Linked DNA regions of Mus musculus: region 2 is linked to region 1. Evidence: chromatin contacts called from public promoter capture Hi-C data. All regions are on one chromosome and are shown on one strand. Each heading gives the region's core, a stretch centred on a gene start, on an enhancer-like site or on the middle of the called end of the contact. The rest is flanking DNA. Distances are from core to core; before and after follow the strand shown.

What was found. Capture Hi-C pulls out chosen DNA fragments and counts their contacts.
Region 2: a promoter capture Hi-C map of liver shows a contact between it and region 1. The contact joins two enhancer-like sites. A contact is called at or near these places in 1 of 39 promoter capture datasets (neural stem cells), 1 of 15 datasets of contacts at CTCF or cohesin (the NIH/3T3 cell line), 4 of 484 Hi-C or Micro-C datasets (the Patski cell line, bone marrow-derived macrophages, embryonic fibroblasts and 1 more), 1 of 115 datasets of contacts at active chromatin or transcription factors (embryonic basal ganglia) and 3 of 9 other capture datasets (adipose tissue, embryonic stem cells and liver).

Annotation. Positions count from the first base shown.
Region 1 is chr3:129,271,195-129,274,855 of GRCm38.p6, forward strand. It overlaps Enpep (glutamyl aminopeptidase), which reads right to left. Exons shown (of 20, transcript NM_007934.3): 19 at 151-229. Among named protein-coding and RNA genes, the nearest start is that of Enpep, 60 kb to the right of the region's middle. Within about 2 kb of position 2,162, at least 10 of the 459 cell types and tissues checked have an H3K27ac peak or open chromatin away from gene starts, as enhancers often do. A contact at or near this core is called in liver, where this site is marked.
Region 2 is chr3:129,680,016-129,683,478 of GRCm38.p6, forward strand. Egf (epidermal growth factor) reads right to left here. Exons shown (of 24, transcript NM_010113.4): 22 at 3,176-3,296; 23 at 1,084-1,189. Among named protein-coding and RNA genes, the nearest start is that of 6330410L21Rik, 72 kb to the right of the region's middle. Within about 2 kb of position 2,001, at least 17 of the 459 cell types and tissues checked have an H3K27ac peak or open chromatin away from gene starts, as enhancers often do. A contact at or near this core is called in liver, where this site is marked.

The DNA of each region.
Region 1 (3,661 bases), core at 912-3,411:
ATTTGAATCATTTTTCAGGTTAGGAAAGAAAGTAGTGTATAATTAATTAGATATAGGGGCTTTTCCCCCCTTCTTGCATCTGGGATTTGATTGGAGGAAAGTTCAAGTTTGTTTCTTCCTAGACAAGCAGAATGGAATCGGCCTCCATACCTGCCAGAGCTGCAGTTCAGTGTTGAAGGGCTCAGCTATGGTGACGATCCGGCCAAGGTATCTGTCATTGATTGTAAATCTGTAGAGAAATGGAGGAGAATAAATCAGAATATTCGTTTTCAAGCATGAAATCTTTTACTAGATGACAAAGGTGTGTGTTTGTGTGCGAGTGTGTGTGTGCGCACTCATGTGTGCACATGTGTGCATGTATGAGTGTCCAGCTCTGTACACTTGTGTGTGTATGTATGTGAGTGTGTATGTATGTGCATGTGAATACGTGTGCATGTGCATAGGTGTGCGCACTCGTGTGTGTGTGTGTGTGTTTGCACAAGTGTGTGTATGCGTGTGTATGCATGTGCACAGGTGGTACACTCATGTGTGTATGACTGTACATGTGAGTGTGTGTGTATACAAGAGTGTGTGTGTGTGTGTGTGTGTGTGTGTGTGTGTGTGTGTGTGTGTAAAGTAGCTTTCAAAGGAAACTAGACACAGTAGGAAGATATAAGATGTCTCAGGGAATAAAAAACCTCAAGTCATGCAAACCTGATGCCCTGAGTCCAATCCTAAAATTCCACAGTTGTGGGAAGCAGCAAACGCCACTACAAGATGGCGCTGGCTACCACTGGCCACCGCCCATGATTATGGGTAAACAACCAATGTGCGCATGTGCATAAGAGTTTTTTGCCGAGTCACTGCCTGGCCCGATGCATATTAATGAGGTACTGGTAGCATAACCAATCAGGTATGGACATGTCACTCCTAGGCCTATATAAGCAGCGCCATTTCTTGGCTCAGGGTCTTTTCGCCTCTGTAATTGAGCTCTCCCAATAAACGTGTGCAGAAGGATCCTATTGCTGGTGAGTCAGGCGCTCACACACAGTGGAAAAAAGGAACTGGCTCTTGAAAGCTTTGACCATCATGTCCTAAATAGCTCTTTCTAGAGTTACTAATGGCTTTTATATCAATAAATCTAGCTGGCTTTTTTTTTTTTTTTTGATTTTCAGTTTACTCAAATTTTTTAAGTGGAATCAGACAAGAGGCCATATTTTTCTTTAAAAAAAACAAAAACAAAAAAACAAAAAACAAAACAAACAAAACGGTGATGGCGCATGCCTTTAATCCCAGCACTTGGGAGGCAGAGGCAGGTGGATTTCTGAGTTTGAAGCCAGTCTGGTCTACAAAGTGAGTTCCAGGACAGCCAGGGCTATACAGAGAAACCCTGTCTTGAAAAACGAAAAGCAGTAAACAACAACAACAAAAACAACTCCCCTCATACCCTTAAAAGAAAAAAGATGGTGGTGGTGGCTCACGCCTTTCATCCCAGCATTTGGGAGGCAGAGGCAGGCAGATCTCTGTGAGTTCAAGGCAGGCCTTGTCTTCATGGTGAGTCCTAGGACAGCTAAGGATATACAGAGAAACTCTGTCTTGAAAAAAAAAAAACAAAAAAAAACAAAAAAAAAAAAGGAAGGGAGGGAGGGGGAGAGGGAGGGAGGGAGGAAGGAGATAGATAGATAGATAGATAGATAGATAGATAGATAGATAGATAGATAGATAGATAGACAGACAGACAGACAGACAGACAGACAGATATATAGATAAATGAATGCTTAGCAAGCTGAACCCTGCTACAAACCCAGGCTTGCCCTGGTCACCTCTTTCCTCTCCTACTTCCATGCCCCTCCATGCCTGTGAATCTTTCATCTTTACTATTGTTCCATGGTATAGGTCTCACTGTCTTTTGCTGCCAGTTGACCATTGCCTTTTGCTGGGCCTATTAAAGAAGCTGATTGTGTTTCTGAACTCCACTCTGGTCTCCCTGGTGCCTACACTTCCCTATCGCCGACCCAAGCATGCTTTTTCAGAATAAACCCATCATTTCACTTTGTTTCAAACTTCTAGTGACTGAGTTATCATTGTTCTTGGACTAAAAGTCAAACTTTAACACGACTCTATCCCTTTTGACCTTTATCCCTTTCTTTCCTGGTAGCTTCAGCCAAGATCCTCAAGGTTTTGTTTACCCAGCTCATTCCTGCCCTTCCTTCAGTTCAGCCTGAACTTCCTTAGGGAGACCTTGCCGCCAACTTCTTTCAGGTTGCTTAGTTTCCCCTTAGTTGCATTATTTTGCTGTCCCCTGAGCCTCTTTCCTGGGTAATGACTAAGGTTTCATGCATGCATCTGTGTAACTCTTGCTATAATAACATTGCTCTCACCAACACATTAAGTTCTGCAAAAGCAGAAAGTTGGGTCTGTTTGTCTTCCTCATTGCAGCCCCAATACCAAAGATCAAGCCTAGCGCATAATGTGTGCCCTACATTACTCACTAGAGGGAAGAATTACAATTTAAAATGAGGTATTGGGGGTTAGAGAGATAGCTCGACAGTTAAGAACACTTGTTGCTCTTCTAGAAGACCAGGGTGCAATTCTGAGCACCTTCATGGTGGCTTACAACTATCTGTGATGCCAGTTTCAGAGGATCTGATGCCTTCTTCTGGCCTCTCTAGGTATCAGACATGCATATGGTACACACACACACATATATATATGCAGACCAAACACGCATACATATAAAGTAAAATAAATTTCAAATTAAAAATGAAGAAAGAAAATGATAATGAGGATATTTAAGAACAACACTAAGTACGGGAGCTTCCTGGGAAATGGGCAGTTACTGTAAAGCGCCATTTACCAGAAACCGTAAAATTCTTTTATTCAGTAGCAATATGCTATGAAAAGAGTAAAACATAAAAACATGTGGCTAGCGTGATTCCACATGTGTCTAATAAGCATTCATAGAGAAACGACTCAAGAATAGACACCGATCTGATGGCAGAAGTTATTTCTGACCAATTCCATTTTATAGATTACTTAAACACTACTACCACCCAGTTTCTGAAGAGTATACATACTGGTGTTGTAAGAGGAAGATGGGAATTTTTAAAAGGCAAAATGTGTTTGTTGCTGCAGTGAGAGTCTACGAGTCCCATGAACAGCTGCTAATTGCAAGTCATAGTTTTTTAAATGGACTATAATTTCTGCATTATTATTCTTGTTTGAGTCTTATAAACTAAAAACTAAGAGAAGTACTTGGGAGTTAGCAACAAATGCAACGAATAAAAACTGCAAATACTTATATAGACACTACCAATGCTGCAACAAATTGTGTTCATCTCAAGGGCCCAATATCACAGGAAGTGCAGAAGCGTTCTATGTCTTTATCAAAGTAGCTAAAACTACAGTAAGAATTCAAGTATATCTTAAATGGCTTGAAAAACTTAGATGAGATCGTCTGCTTCGACTTAACAAGTGTAAACCTAATATTAGATCATATAGAAATTATTTTGATATATTCAAAACTTATAATAACGTGCTTATTAAATTTTCTTGAGATGTTTACGCCATGTTCATTATGTCAAAATTAATGAATTTTTTCATCCGTGACAAACTAAAATCAAATTTGATCAAACCTCACTGTTGCCCAACTAAACTCACTGATCCTCAGAGTTGTACCTAA
Region 2 (3,463 bases), core at 751-3,250, 410 kb after region 1:
GTTTTAAGAGTATACAGACAACAGTCACCATACATAAACATTTATTACAGTTTTCAGTCAATCCCTTAATGAGCCTTATTAAACTCGTCTTGCTCAAATTATGCAATAATTTTTTTCTGAATATAGTATTTTAGGTTACAGCACAGAGCATGTTCAAAATGGAAATTTAGAATGAGTTTTCTGTAGTAAGACCCCAGGTTCTCCCTACTGGAAACCGGAAGAGGGTATTATGGCGGTGTGTGTGATGGGAACTATCAGGAAATACAAGTAGCACTGACACTTAGCCGGCTCCTGGCACTAGCAGGGAACCTGTTTTTATTGGCTCAAAGATTTCCTTTGCCTTCCCAATGGCTTAGGACACAAAGCATGTTCAGTGCTGCCCTCTGGGCTGTAAGGAGGATAATGATATCTGAGCTCCAAACCCAAGGGACAGATCACAGTACAAGTCCTGGCAGAGGGACCACAGCAAAGGACGCAGAGTACGCTCCAGGGGAGCTTGAGAACTTGGCTCGGATCTATGGTCCCTTAGTGGTCTGACTGGACTTCTCAGCCTAGAGCCTGGCTGAGGGTTAGCTCCCGGTAAGACTAGAATATGCTGAAATCCCTAGAACAAAGCCAGATCAACTTTCATCAATAAGAACACTCCCTCCAGGCCACGGAACCTGTTTGGGGAGAGCTATTTCCATCCCCGGGGGAGCTACACTCGAAGCAACGACTGAGAACCAACACTAGGGATAGCCTGCAGTCCTAAGCAGCTCAGGGGCTAAGAGAAGAGGAGATGCAATCAAATGTGTTTCTCTCGTGGTGTCAGTGCCTCCCAGGGCTCACTCAGCTTAGACAAGGCCAATGGCCTTTTGTGACTAGATGACATTTCTCAGTGGAAAACACTTTTTTTTTTTTTTTCCTTGAGACAGGGTTTCTCTGTATAGCCCTGGCTGTCCTGGAACTCACACTGTAGACCAGGCTGGCCTCAAACTCAGAAATCCACCTGCCTCTGCCTCCCAAGTGCTGGGTTTAAAGGTGTGCACTGGCACCACCACCCGGCTGGAAAACACTTTTGATCAAGGTAAAATACCGACTCACCGAGCTGCAGGGAGGGAGACAGGCCAGCATCTACTACTGCACCATTCGTACCATCCGCAGGCAGACTCCCATTCTTGGGGTCTTGGTGTTTCTCTAGGACCACAAACTGCAGAACAGAAAAGCAAAGGGTTCAGAGGATAACTGCTGTGATCTAGAAGCCACCTTGATAAACCTTCAACCGTAGTCGAGCTCACCCACACAGAAGGTGAAGCTGGAAAGAAACGCCTTGTCAACTGTCTCCAGCTAAACGTACATTTTCCTTTTTACAGTTTTACCATGTATGTGTACAGGTGTTGTGGCTGCATGTATATCTATCTGTGTATGTGTGTATGCCTGATGCCCATGGAGACCAGAAGAGGGCACTGGATCCCCTGGAACTGGAGTTACAGATGGCTGGCTATAAGCCAGCAAATGGGTGCAAGAAATCAAGCCCCAGTCCTTGGAAGAGTAGTCCGTGATCTTAGTACAGTGTACTTAGATATAATAATAAATAAATCTTTAAAAAAAAAAGAATCTTGGATCCATAGAGGGTCCTGTTTTGCTGCAAATTATACAAGTGTCCTTAGGTATCACCAGTACTTGCCCATCAGCCAGGCCATATATGTGGGTTTGGGCTACCGCTGTTTGTGTGTATGTGTGTGTATGTGTCTATATATAATTCATTTAAGCATGCTATCAAGTCCCAGGTAATTACGACCGCTAGTGAGTATGGGTAACTACTATCTTGCAGGGATCCCCAAGCTGTTCTTTCATAGGTGGCAGCTCAGAAGGCAGAGTGCTGAGAGAGGCCCAGATAAGCACAACAGCACTTCTCTTTACTCAACAAACCATTTTTGTCATTGTTTGCATGGTTCAGACTCACGGCACACTTGCAATGCAGGCTGAGCAGAGCCGACTGGCCTGCACTCAGGCCAGACAGGTTAGGTATTAAAAGAAATCAAACAGAAAGAGGAAGAACAGAAGTAGGCCATGCTCTGGGCACAGGACCCAGGCCGGCAAAGTCTTTCCTTATCAGTAAGTGACCGGGTGAAGGACTGCCCCAAGGTTTGGACTTCTGTGTAGTTCAGAAAGGAGCCCTCCACAGGGAGGACCTAGAACTCAACAGTAAAGAGCATAGAAAAAAAAAAAATCTGTACCTATCTTTCTCATCAAGGGAAGGGTAGGGAGGTTTAGTGAGTGGAGTCAATCAGGGGATAGGGACAGTGATGTTGGGGATGAGGGTGACTCTCAGGAGCTGTTTTCTCTCCCTTTCCATTCTTCACAACACTCGTCACCCTTAGTCTCCTCCTCCTCAGTGGTCTTTCTGCAATGACGTATTGCAGAGTCAATATAGCGGCCTGCTGTGTGAGGGCATAGGCTCCTTATTTCTAGCTCCAGCCAAGATGCACACTGCAAATCTTCCAACCATGTGCCTCTCTGCTAGAAAGAAGCGCCCAAGCTCCAGGGCTCTGGCTGCGGTGGACGGCAGCTGATAGGAGCAGATTTGTTTTTGCTGCTTCTCCTCCGGGTTTGGGAACTGGGTTCTCCCCAGCTCTCTCTGACGTGTGCAGCGGCAGTTGGTGTGGACGGCAGTTATGACAGCTGGGGGGGACGGGACACACAGCTCAGCAGCCCTGGCTTCTGAATGAAGTTCAGAGCCAACAAGCTGCTTGCTACTGCAGCATGGAATTTTGATTTTTTTAAAATTAAATTTTTTTTATTTAAAAGAGACACACATGCAGAAACCATTTCTCCCCTGTTATGATTTAAATGAGATTAATTAAATGTGCAATCTAATTCTCTATAGCCTGTCAAGCGCCATGAAGGGAATTTAGCTATCCACAAAGTCATGAGACCTCAAGGAACTGAGCACTGCCCGGGTCCTAAATCACATGGCGTTTATGAAGCTGGATCTTAGAGTTATACAGAAGAAGATGAGAGGCCCAGAGGTTAAACACTTGTTGAAGACTGGCTGGGCACTAAGGCTAAAAGACATTTTGAGAGCAGTTGGCAGCTGGAACAGAGTTCAGTTTCTCTGAACATCAGGAAGGAAGAAGACAATGAGTAAGAATACTTATCAAGCAATTCATAGCTCATGTACTGATAACACTACCCAAGGTTGGGGACAAGAAGCCACAGCTGCCCCGCTGCTGCTGTTGGGTCCGCTGCTGCTCACACTTCCGCTTGGCTCATCACAAGGGTTCTTTGGGGGGTTTGATAGCTGCTTCCGAGTCCTGAGATAAAGCCAAAAAAATCTGAGTCAAGCTCAAAATAAAAACAAAACACCCATCCCACTCCGGGATAACCCGGAGCAACTGTGTCGGTCGACAAGTTAGATCTACAGATGGTACAGTCAGTCAAAGCACACAGCTGAAAACCCCCAGGCCTCTAGGGGGCAGTA